Linked DNA regions of Mus musculus: all the other regions are linked to region 3. A link is a contact called in public promoter capture Hi-C data. All regions are on one chromosome and are shown on one strand. Each heading gives the region's core, a stretch centred on a gene start, on an enhancer-like site or on the middle of the called end of the contact. The rest is flanking DNA. Distances are from core to core; before and after follow the strand shown. Region 1 holds the start of E130311K13Rik (RIKEN cDNA E130311K13 gene). Region 2 holds the start of Plch1 (phospholipase C, eta 1). Region 3 holds the start of Ccnl1 (cyclin L1).

Region 1 (3,702 bases), core at 1,049-3,548, 2.0 Mb after region 3:
TCAGGACCAATCAGCTTAAAGGTTAGCTGATAATACTTTGCCTAGTGAGCCAACTGCTCTCCTCCTTGCCCTTTAAAGTTTTGAACCTGGTTCCTCATATAAAAAGCCTGCCCTGAGAGGAGAGGCCCTTTGTCTTGTGAAGGTTCTATGTCCCAGTATAAGGGAATGCCAGGACCAGGAAGCAGAAGTGGGTGGGTGAGGAACAGGAGGTGGGGAGGGGAAGGGATAGGGGGTTTTCGGAGGGGAAACTAGGGAAAGGGATAACATTTAAAATGTAAGTAAAGAAAATATCTAATAAAAATGCATTAAAAAAAACCTGCTCTGAGGACAGACTAGTGCCACAATTAGTTTTTTCCTTCTTGTGATCCAATATTATGTATGGTACATGTTCAATAAATTCCTTTTACTTAACTAAAATCAGTGTATGTATAGTTTGTGTGGCAATTTCCACACCCCAATAAGGAAGAGAGCAAAACTGGGGGAAGTGAAGTGGTTAAAAAACACACGCTTCACTTGTAGAGTGCCTGAAATCAGTTCCTAGGACCCATATCAGTTGGCTACCTGTAGCTTCAGCAGAATCCTCAACCACATCCCCTATCAGGTGGCTTCTGCAGCTCCGGTGGAATCTCTGGCCTCCACATGTGTCTGCACACGTCCACACAGAGACTGTGGTTTAAAATTTTACAAGTATTTTTAAAAATCAGATTCTGCGTTTTGATGTCAGTAAATTGAAAGTAAAGGAAAGGGTAAGTATGGGTGAGTGGTGGGAGAAGCCTGCAAAGGCAGCGAGAGGTCCTGAGAAAGATCGACCAAGGGAGGAGAGGAGTGAGGCTAGCACAAAGTGCTGAAAAGACGAGGCCTGGGATACAGACAGACTACAGGGGTTCCGCAGGAAATTAAAGCTAAGATCGGAGCTCACTGCAGTAGTTTTGAGATGAGATTAGTCAGCTTGGTTTTCTAACTTTTCCAAGCAGTTCTTGGAACTCAAGAGGGATATACCCATGATGACTTAGTCCTGTAGATATGAAAGTACAACTAGATACTTCACATCTTTAAGGGACTATTTTCCTATTGTCCATTTACAAAGCTATAGAGATAGAGGAGTAATGTCTTCTTTTCCTCTCTGGTGCTTTTGACATAGGTACCTGTGTGTGCACATCATATAAGCAAGTAATAACAAAGGCCTCACAAGTGAGTGTGATATGCTACTGTCAGTCATAAAACTATGGGGTGTGGAAACACTAATTCACACTGTTATATATTTGATTTCTGTAAGGTAAGTTTTTTTTTTGAATTTTCATTTTTTGTTTTATATTTTTGCAATGCTAGATAGAGATCTAGCCCAGGGCCTCAAGTGTTAGGAAAGTTCTCCTGTAACATTTTAAATATAATGAACCAAACAGAGTTAAACAATAGTCCCAAGACGTCTAATGCTTCTAGTACTAACTGTAGAGTTTGGGAGCGACAAAGGGCACCCTCAGGTGGGGTATTTGGTTTTAAAAACATGTTCACTTGTGGAGTCCTGAGCAACACTGATTCCTTTCAGCAACCAGGTGTGAGAAAGCATGGAACAATGCAGCCAGTGATGCTTCCCAGCACCTGTGTGCAGAGTTTTTACCATGCACCAACAGGTCGGTCGTTAGCCCCTCTGGAGGTCAAGCTGAGGACCACCACAAGTGGGTTGTTAGATTTTCTTACAGGCTCAAAAGCCTCAGAGTAAAACATAATTTTATCAGGTAAGATATTTTAGAATTGCCAGGCACAATGGGAAAGGCCAGATCTCTCTTTGGGCCAAAGTTAAATTTATTACACAATGCACATTTCAGCTTAACAAATAAGTATATCTCCATCTCTCTTTCCTTTATTATTCTTGGCATTAAAAATATTTAGAAAGCCAGGCACACGGAAACACAGCAGAAGCCTCTGTATGGGGGAAGCTAAAGATTAGGACGCTGAGGCCAGCCTTTAGAAACATAAACCCTGTTTCTAAAGAAACAAAGGTTGATGCCATATGTGTTTCTGGGTGTGCTCTCCAGCACCATAAAATATGGCAAGTGGATTTCTGAGTTAGAACTAGCCTGGTCTGCGGAGCTAGTTACAGGATAGCCAGGGCTACACAGAGAAACCTGTCTCAAAAATGTAAAAAACAACAAAATAATAAAAATACAAGCTTATAGAAAAAGTAGCAAGAATAAGAGACTGTGCATATTTACACAGATGTCTTATCTTTTCACGGCATTTTTGTGTTGTTCTGCTGTCCTGGCTGGCTTGGTACCACCAAGGACACGCAGAGACAAGAGTGCAAACGCCCAGAATGGGCGGGGACCCCGGAGCCGTGCAGCGCAGCGACCCCTACCGCCCACCAGGGGGCGCCCGCAAGGCTTGCTGGACGCCGGAACATGGCGCGGCCGCCCGCGAGCCTCGGGTCGCAGGCGCCGGACCGCGACCGAGGGGAGGCCAACGTGGTGACACGGGTGTCGCAATGGGCAGACAACCATCTGCGCCTTGTCCAGGTGCCACAGCCCGGCGGGGTGGGCTAGCCTGAGCGGAGTGATCGCGGCAGGCCTGGAAGAGGACCCGCAGGGGCGGAAAGACAGCCGGGCCACAGGGGAAATGGCCAGGGAGGCGACATCGCCTCATTTGCCCTCCTGGCGGCGGCGGTGGTCAGGCCTGGAGGCTGGCGCAGGGCTGGGGACACCACAGGGCTGGCCCAAGAGTAGCTCCTCATTCAGTATGGCGGGCTGGATACCCAGGAAGAGCAGAGAAGCCCGAGAGGCCTTAACAGAGCAGAGCCAGGATGGGTTTTTCCAGGGCTGGGGTTCGAACTTTGGTAAGCATTGTAGTGCTTACCACTGAACTGTATCCCCAGTTGTTTTGGTTTTGGGTTTTGGGGTTGTTTTTTTTTTTTTTTTGGTTTTTTTTTTTTTTTGTTTGTTTGTTTGTTTTTTTGGTTTTTTGAGACAGGGTTTCTCTGTATAGCCCTGGCTGTCCTGGAACTCACTTTGTAGACCAGTCTGGTCTCGAACTCAGAAAGAAATCCGCCTGCCTCTCGTGTTTTCTTTTTAAGTGAAACAAGAGAAGACACTGAAATTCAATCATAGAAGAGACACTTAGACAGCCAGTCTACTACCAGATAAAGGACTGCTAAAGTCCCTGTGGTGGTGGTGGTTCCTGTCATGGAGCAGTCGTAGTAAATGATTTACTGGGAAAAGCTGTAGAGCCCTTGGACATTAAAATTTGGAGACTGATCTTGAAGACAGCCCATTAGACTTTAAAGTACAGTTGTAGGCTTGAGGCAACAGTGTTCAATGGGAAATCAGAACTGGACGTAAAGCTGAGTGAGAGTGAGCTGCATAAACCTGGTGGAGTGGGTAAAGCCCTAGTCTTGACAGACATCTTGAAACAACGTCAGAAAGGTACAGAAAACGGTCTAGAAATGAGGCCTAGGGGATTCTCTGGGGAGGGAAGGTAGCAGAAGCAAAATCTGAGGCAAACAGGGAGACAGATGATTAGGAAAATGAGTAGCCAAAAGCCAGGACAACGTATTTGGAAGGAACAACAACTTTTTTGTTTGTTTGTTTTGAGACAGAGTTTCTCTGTATAGCCCTGGCTGTCCTGACTCACTTTGTAGACCAGGCTGGCCTCGAACTCAGAAATCTGCCTGCCTCTGCCTCCCGAGTGCTAGGATTAAAGGTGTGCAGC
Region 2 (3,750 bases), core at 1,214-3,713, 2.1 Mb after region 3:
TGGGGAAGCCTATGACAACCCAAAATACAGATAACACCAAAGTCCAAATTGAAAAGTTTTATTTGGGTGACTCATAGGAATAAGGGTGAGGGAATATTTGCAGAAGCAGAAATGGGTTGCGTACAGCTGCTTCACCAAAGCCCATCTCAGCACAGGTGACAGCTCATAGAGCTCACTGCACAGCCTGTAGGCTGCTCAACAGGTTGGAGAGTGTCCTTTCCAGGTGCCTCAGTTGGTCTAAACCTCTTGCAGGCAGCTTGACCGGTTTCAGCTTCTTCCAGACAGCTTTTGTGGTCTCAGAATCTCTCTAGCTTTTCTCCTCTGAGAGTCTTCCTTGCATCTGAGCTTCATTTCCTCTGAGGGGGACTCTCAACTTTTATTACTTACACAGGCAGATAGAGGCCTAATGAATCTGGTTAGTTTCAGGGACTTCCGGAGTTGTTATTCTTCTTGCTTTAGGAGTTTCCTAAGGATGGAATATATCAATCTCCCCTAGAAAAGAACTGTTACACAGCAGCAAGCAAAACACCAATACAAATAAGACAATAGAAATATTTCTAAAAGAAAGAAGGGGGTTATTACACATTCTTGTCCTTCTTTTCATGTATTTGGAATGTTGCATGGTTTCAAATTTTTAAACTTCAGTGTTACAGAAATAAACAGCACCATAACCAAGAATACATACAAAGACACTTGTCAAGAAGTTTGTGTCTGCGTTTATTTTAACCCCTGCGTCTGTGATCTTTCAGTTCCAGAAAGACAAACACAGGAGGCTAAAGGATGGATAACCATGACTGATGGAGAGTTTAATTATCTTGCCTCTTTCTTTTTTTCTTTCTATTCACCATGGTGATTACCACCAAAGAGAAACTCTAAACAGGCCTTTTTCTACACAAAGAAAAGCAATTTCGAGGCAAACAATGCTTGTCTTTTTTTCCTTTCTTCTGTATTATCTACCTATCTATCTATCTATCTATCTATCTATCTATCTATCTATTTGGTGCTGGCGATTTCAGGTTCTCAAAGCATACTTCACATTTACAACCTCAACCCTACTTAATTTCCTGTAAATTAGGTGTTTGCGATCTGGGTAAAGAAAAAAAGGGGGAGAGGACAAAGGAAGAAAGAAAAATTAGGAAATTAAATATTTTTCCTTATGAAGCCAAAAGACCTTGCAATTCCTTTTCTAAATTGAATTCTTCCTTGTAGTCTGTAACTAGTCTGGTTGCTTTTTTCTTTCTTTTTTTTCCAAGCGTCCAGGATAGCTTTCAGGATAAAGTTTCTTTTTGCCCATGATGCTTTGCCGTCACATTGTAATTGCCTCTGTTGAACTGAATAATACAAATGGGTTGTTTCTATGGTATCGGCTAGGCTAAGACGGATGAAAAGGTGAAATACTATATCTTGTGCTGAGAGGTCACTGAGCATCCCTCCTCCCACTCCCCCACTGTCAGTCAAAGAGGACTAGTGATCTCTCCAGCCTCAGACTCTCCTTTATTACTTCCTGAACAAATTCACTCATGGAAGAAAAAAAGACTTTTGTTTATGTTGTCACCAGGCCCAGACAACCCCTGCTAATTCCATGTTGCCATGCCAGAGCTCCTGACTTTCTTACTGGAGGGAAGTTTTACTTTGAATGGTACACGGAGGGTCTTGTCCTCAGTTCCTCCCAGTTAGGCTTTGAACTAACAATAGGACAGGTTGAATCAAGACTGATAAAAGCCAAGTCCTGGAATCTTGAAGCCGGATCACTCCGCAGCACGCTATTCCCTTTCTACTGTTAGTGCGCTCAGATCTCATCTTTACTCAGCTTTTGAACACTTGCTGGGTGCAAACGTTCCGCTGCCGCCTGTGTGCTCTTTAACAGCACATTAGCTTTTCCAGCCCGCTAGCGGGTGAACTGACAATTAACTGGCTTGTTAATTAATGCCAACGAGTGATATTTGGAAGAGACTGAGGGATAACAAAGCATCCTATAACCTGCACTCCCTGTTCCTCAATTTGATTTTACTCAAAATGGATAGTTGAAAATAACAGATGCTATATTTATTGGAAAGGGAGAAGGGGGGAGGGGGAAGGGGGAGGAAAGAAAGGATTAGTCGTTTGGTGTTTTATTTTTGAAGCGGTTCAAACTCTTGTAAGAACATTGCACAGTTCGCTTCCCCTGAACTCTCCAACTTTGTTCCAGCAGCGTCTTTAACCCGCTAGCCACCTAAACTGAAAATCTATCAGAGGTGTCCCTGGTCTTGGAATTCTTTGAAATTTGCTGCGAGGGAGGACAGAAGAAGATCTTTATTCCCAGGGGTTCTGGCCTATGCCTAGCAGTAGCATCTTCATAAGGGGTCCACGTCCAGTTCTTGGCTCCTGTTCCTCGATGGCGCTCCAGTCCACTCGCGCGCGCTCCAGTTCCGGATTTGCCCTGAGCTGAGGGTTAAGAGGGAGGGTGCTCCAATGTGAGCATGAGGATTTGAATGAGAAAGCAGGTTGTGGCGGCAGCGCTGGTCTTTACTTGGAGCTCCTCTGTTGGTTCTGTTGGCTGGTGTGTAGTGGTGCCCATCTTGGGCTGGGGGGCTGTTTTGGAGGAATTGGGGTTGGAGTCACACCGGGACACTAGCAGATCACTCCAGCATTTGGGAGGTTGAGCCGGTTACAAAAACTCCGAGGATCCTTCATCAGCGGGATACTCAGAGCTGAGCAGGTCAGTGCTTTGGAGGGGGTGGGGGTGGGGGACAGGGAGAGGGCCGGGAGCAGGAAGAGGAGCACCGGACTGCCTCTCCAGCGTTGCGCGAGCAGGTGCTCGAATTCTTTCTGGGCAATCTCAGCCGCGAGCACCGGGTTGTGGTGTGTGCCAGGGTGCCTCGGCCCAGGAACTGGACCACAGTAGCTCGTGAGCTCCTAATGGAGCGCGTGGGCTTTTGTGCCTGAGCAAGACCTTCCCTGCCCTGGTTGGTGGCAGAGGTCCAGCCACCGGGAGGGTCCCGCATCGCGGCGGAATGATCCCACAAGACCTCCCCTGGCTCTGGCCGCCTGGAAAGCAGTTCTGCGGTCCCAGAAGCGCGCCCTTAGTTGCCGGTGCGAGTCTTACTGTTCAAAAAGCTCCGGGCATTAGGTGCGAGAAGGATTTACTCCAACTGCCCTTTCCTAGCGACAAATCATGGGTTACCGAAGCGACGCCCGGGCTGTGAAGGTGTTCTCTGCGCCTGCGCGGGATACCATGGCAACAGTACCGGGTCGGAGACGCCACTTGAAGAGCAGAGCTGTTTTGCTTTGCTTCACTGTGGAGCCCAAGTCTTTCTCTAGACTTTTTGTTTGTTTGTTTGTTTGTAGCTTGGAATCAACTTACGATCTCATTTTTGTTTTTTAAGAGTTTAGCATTGAAGTGATAGCCAGAGGTATGAAATAAAAAATATATAACTTTTTTCTCTCTTCTGTCATCATTTTGATCATGGTAGAAAAATAATGCTGAGAAACTGCTCATTGGAGCATTCAAGTTACCTCCTTTTATCCTGTGAAAAGGAAGATATGAATAAGACTTTATTTCCTGGTGCGGCTTTTTTAAACAATTGTATTAAGCTTGGGTTTCCACAGTGTGCAGACGACATCGTAGCTCCTGTGTACTCTGCATACAACCTGTTTATAACGTACAGAACCTGATGCTCTCCAAATGAACTAGTGTGTTAAATGCCGGTGAAGGGAAGCAAAGGTTCTCTCTGTCAACAGAGACGTTGCTTTTTAAGATGTGGGTTGCTT
Region 3 (3,631 bases), core at 792-3,291:
TACTTTACAAAGAGTTTTGATGGAGTCACACCTTAAACTTTATTGTCCACATGGAATTGAGTTAATTATCACCAAAAAAGTTTTCACTAAATTGTGCCGACCCTAATATATGCATAGAATTGCACATTGGTGGTGCAGCTATCCAAATCATTTCTGCTCCTTACCCATATTCCTGTAAGTAACCCTAATAAAACTCATTGGTTCACCAAGTTTGCACTCTGATGGTATCCATACTTTGGTCTGTGGTAGGTTCCCTATCTGAGGTGAGTAGTGTCTCACTAGGAAAAGTTTTGTCCCGACATACCTGTCCCCTGGACTTGTGTCTCCTATGCTGTCACAGAAAGTTTGGATATGAAATGCCTGCCACATACAGACCCTGTGAAGAGCTTGTCCTTAGTTAGTAGCACTGAGAGGTGATTTAATCACAAAGGCAAATACCTCATAAATGGGTTAATCCGACGATGAGGTCACAGCTGGACAAGCAATTAGGAGTTGGCAACCTACTTGAGGAGGGAGATCCCTGGATATATTCCCCTTTCTCTTTGTTGGTGGCAAGGGATTTGTTTTTACCAAGGTCTCACACCATAAAGTTCTGCCTACACAGTCCTACAGGTATAGGGCCACATGGCTGTAGCCTGAAACCTCAGAGACCATAAACCAAAATTAAACCTCATTGTGGACTTTCTAGGTAATCTGTCAGTGACAAAAAGCTATCACAATCATAAAATTTTTGTTTTTGAGGCTTTAGTTGAGTACTGGGATTAAAGGCTTGTGCCACCACTTCCTGCTCTATATAGCTTTTGTTTGGAAGAGGTTTTGTTTCATTTTGAAGATATTATATAGCTCTTACTGGCTTGGAATCAGTCTGACCCTCTAATCAGAGATCCACCTGTCTTTGTCTCCAGAGTGCCCGTCCCAACACACTTTGTAAAAATGAGCTGTGAAAATACCTTGCTTTGGTGACTAAGATGTATCCAAATTTTCAGTGCGCTCTATAGGTCCAAGGTTAAGACACTTTTCAAGAAAGTAAGCTTTAACAAAATAACAATTCCAACCCTTTGTACTGAGTCAGGAGATTTTTCTTTCTCCCTAAAGGCCATCTCAGAGGATTAAGCTGGAATAAAAAGATCATGGGAGGCCAGAGGCAGAAGGATCAATTGTTTCACGGTCGACCTCAGCTTTTGGGACTTTTAGTATGGATGGAAAAAGACCACAGCTCTCAGCCAGGCGGTGGTGGCGCACGCCTTTAATCCCAGCACTCGGGAGACAAAGACAGGCGGATTTCTGAGTTCAGGGCCAGCCTGGTCTACAAAGTGAGTTTCAGGACAGCCAGAACTATACAGAGAAACTGTCTCGAAAAAAACAAAAAAACCACAGCTCTCATCTTAAAGGGAATAAATGATGGGTTATCCTGGAGCCATTTTGATTGACCATGGTCCCGGAACACAGATTTAGGTTATTCCAAACTCCATGTAAGATGAGAGCTGTGTTTTTCTCTTCATTGACACAGGGATAGTTACTTTCTCTCCACTCTGACAAAAACCATCTCTTTAAGACGAGACTCCCCAGCGCAATGAAATCGCCCGTGTACTGTCCTCGCCATAAACCTATTTTTGGAACTAGGGATTTTCCAGATTACTGTAAACCCGGCGAAGTGAGGTCAGGGCTAGGCATGCCTTTCTAGGCTACACCCCGACACCCACGCGCGCTCGGAGCTTTCCGGAAACCCCAGGCGCTCAAACTGGGAAGCTGCCCGGTTCAGAGTCACTTTGTTACACTCCGGTGTCGCCGACCGCCGGACTGTCACCAACGCGCAGACCGTGCAGGGGTATCGGGGCCGACTCACCAGGCCAGAGTCCGGGTTATCCGGTGACTAAAGCCATTACCACCCCTGAGCCGCCAGCACCCTGCCCCGCCCTGCCCATCCGGACCCCTCCGCCCGGTGTCACCGACCGAAGCGCGGAGGAACTCGTTGGCGCGCGCGGGGAGTGGAGTGGGGTGGGGTAGGGCGTGTCGGCGTGGTGACGTCAGGGCGGAAGCGCACGCTGCGTGCGGCGGCCTGGAAGCCGGCGGTCACGGGAAGATCCGTCGCGCCGAGGACGCTGGTTAGTCTCGCTTTGGGTTCCGGCTGCGTCGGGCGTGCGTGGAGCTCGCTGGAACTATGGCGTCCGGGCCTCACCCGACCTCGACCGCTGCCGCCGCCGCCGCCGCTGCCGCCTCCGCCTCGTCCGCCGCCCCGAGCGCGGGCGGCTCCAGCTCCGGCACGACCACCACGACGACGACCACGACCGGAGGGATCCTGATCGGCGACCGCCTGTATTCGGAGGTGTCGCTCACCATCGACCACTCGCTGATCCCGGAGGAGCGGCTCTCGCCTACCCCGTCCATGCAGGACGGCCTGGACCTGCCCAGCGAGACGGATCTGCGCATCTTGGGCTGCGAGCTCATCCAGGCCGCCGGCATCCTCCTCCGGCTGCCGCAGGTGAGAACCCCGGCTGGTTGCGGGCCTCTCCGCCGCGGCCAGGTTTCTCCGGAGCCTGCGCCGGGCGGCGGCGGCGGCGGGAGCTCGGGCGGGCGAGGGTGGGGATGCGGGGGCGGGCGGCGCCGCGCGGCCCGGGCGGGGGAAGGGAAGCGAGCGGCCGCACAAAATGGCGGCGGCGCCTGGTGCGGGCCCGCCTGACCCCGGCGCTTCCGTTCTCCTCTCTCGTCTGCAGGTGGCGATGGCTACAGGGCAGGTGCTGTTCCATCGGTTCTTCTACTCCAAGTCGTTCGTCAAACACAGTTTCGAGGTAAGCGCGGCGGAGGCGGACAAGAAGGGATTTCTTCATCCGGAAGCGGGGAGGAAGGGGGTAGGAACCAGCTTTTCCAGAAAGGGAGTGGTTAGCTTAGGCCTTTGTACCTCGTTCCCACCCAGAAGGAAATGGGGCCCGTAGAGCAATGTTTCAAGAACTAGAAAATGGATCCCCAGTTCACGTGCTCTGTTAACCAAGAACTACGTTTTCAAGCCATTGCACAATTCTAGCAAGAGGTAGCTTGATTCTGACCCAAAATTAAGAGCAGTTGAGCAATAAAACGTAAGAGCTGGTCTAAAAATGTCAGCTTCGATTTTATTTCGCTAAAAAGCCCGTTGTATCCTAAAGAGGGTTCTTTGCCGGTCCTTGGTGACCCACATCCTTGGGCAGGCAGATGTACATACAGATGGAGTTCCTGGAAGCCAGGACTACACAGAGAAGCCCTATCTAAAAACAAAACAAAATAAGGGTTGTTAGACTTTGTTAAACTGTTTCTAGTTTAACTTCACTTGGATTTTTACCTGGGTTCTTTCAGATTGTTGCTATGGCCTGTATTAATCTTGCGTCAAAAATCGAAGAAGCGCCAAGAAGAATAAGAGATGTGATTAATGTATTCCACCACCTCCGCCAGTTAAGAGGAAAAAGGTAAGATTGGCCTGTTGAACATAGTATCTCTTGCTGTACTGTGCACCAATCATCCAGTCAAAACATCTTCTCCCCTCCCTCAAGTCAGTGTGGATGCAAAAGAAAGCGGACATTAGGTGCTGAAATTCACGTAGGAACATTGAAACTTTTAAAATCCCCTCCATTAACCAGCTATCTGAAGTTTGTAGAGACAG

What was found. Promoter capture Hi-C pulls out the DNA fragments that hold promoters and counts their contacts.
Region 1: a promoter capture Hi-C map of pre-B cells shows a contact between it and region 3. The contact joins the promoter of E130311K13Rik here to the promoter of Ccnl1 in region 3. A contact is called at or near these places in 13 of 39 promoter capture datasets (the 3T3-L1 cell line, 3T3-L1-derived adipocytes, the HPC-7 cell line and 8 more), 5 of 115 datasets of contacts at active chromatin or transcription factors (bone marrow-derived dendritic cells, embryonic stem cells, memory CD8 T cells and 2 more) and 1 of 9 other capture datasets (adipose tissue).
Region 2: a contact with region 3 is called in a promoter capture Hi-C map of pre-B cells. The contact joins the promoter of Plch1 here to the promoter of Ccnl1 in region 3. A contact is called at or near these places in 4 of 39 promoter capture datasets (embryonic stem cells, hippocampal neurons, pre-B cells and 1 more) and 2 of 115 datasets of contacts at active chromatin or transcription factors (embryonic hindbrain and embryonic limb bud).

What each region holds. Positions count from the first base shown.
Region 1 is chr3:63,928,068-63,931,769 of GRCm38.p6, reverse strand. It overlaps E130311K13Rik (RIKEN cDNA E130311K13 gene), which reads left to right and starts at 2,298. Exons shown (of 5, transcript NM_177856.5): 1 at 2,298-2,513. The coding sequence starts at 2,400.
Region 2 is chr3:63,898,175-63,901,924 of GRCm38.p6, reverse strand. Plch1 (phospholipase C, eta 1) reads left to right here and starts at 2,463. Exons shown (of 24, transcript NM_001370984.1): 1 at 2,463-2,698.
Region 3 is chr3:65,956,659-65,960,289 of GRCm38.p6, reverse strand. It overlaps Ccnl1 (cyclin L1), which reads left to right and starts at 2,041. Exons shown (of 11, transcript NM_019937.4): 1 at 2,041-2,482; 2 at 2,715-2,789; 3 at 3,328-3,437. The coding sequence starts at 2,162.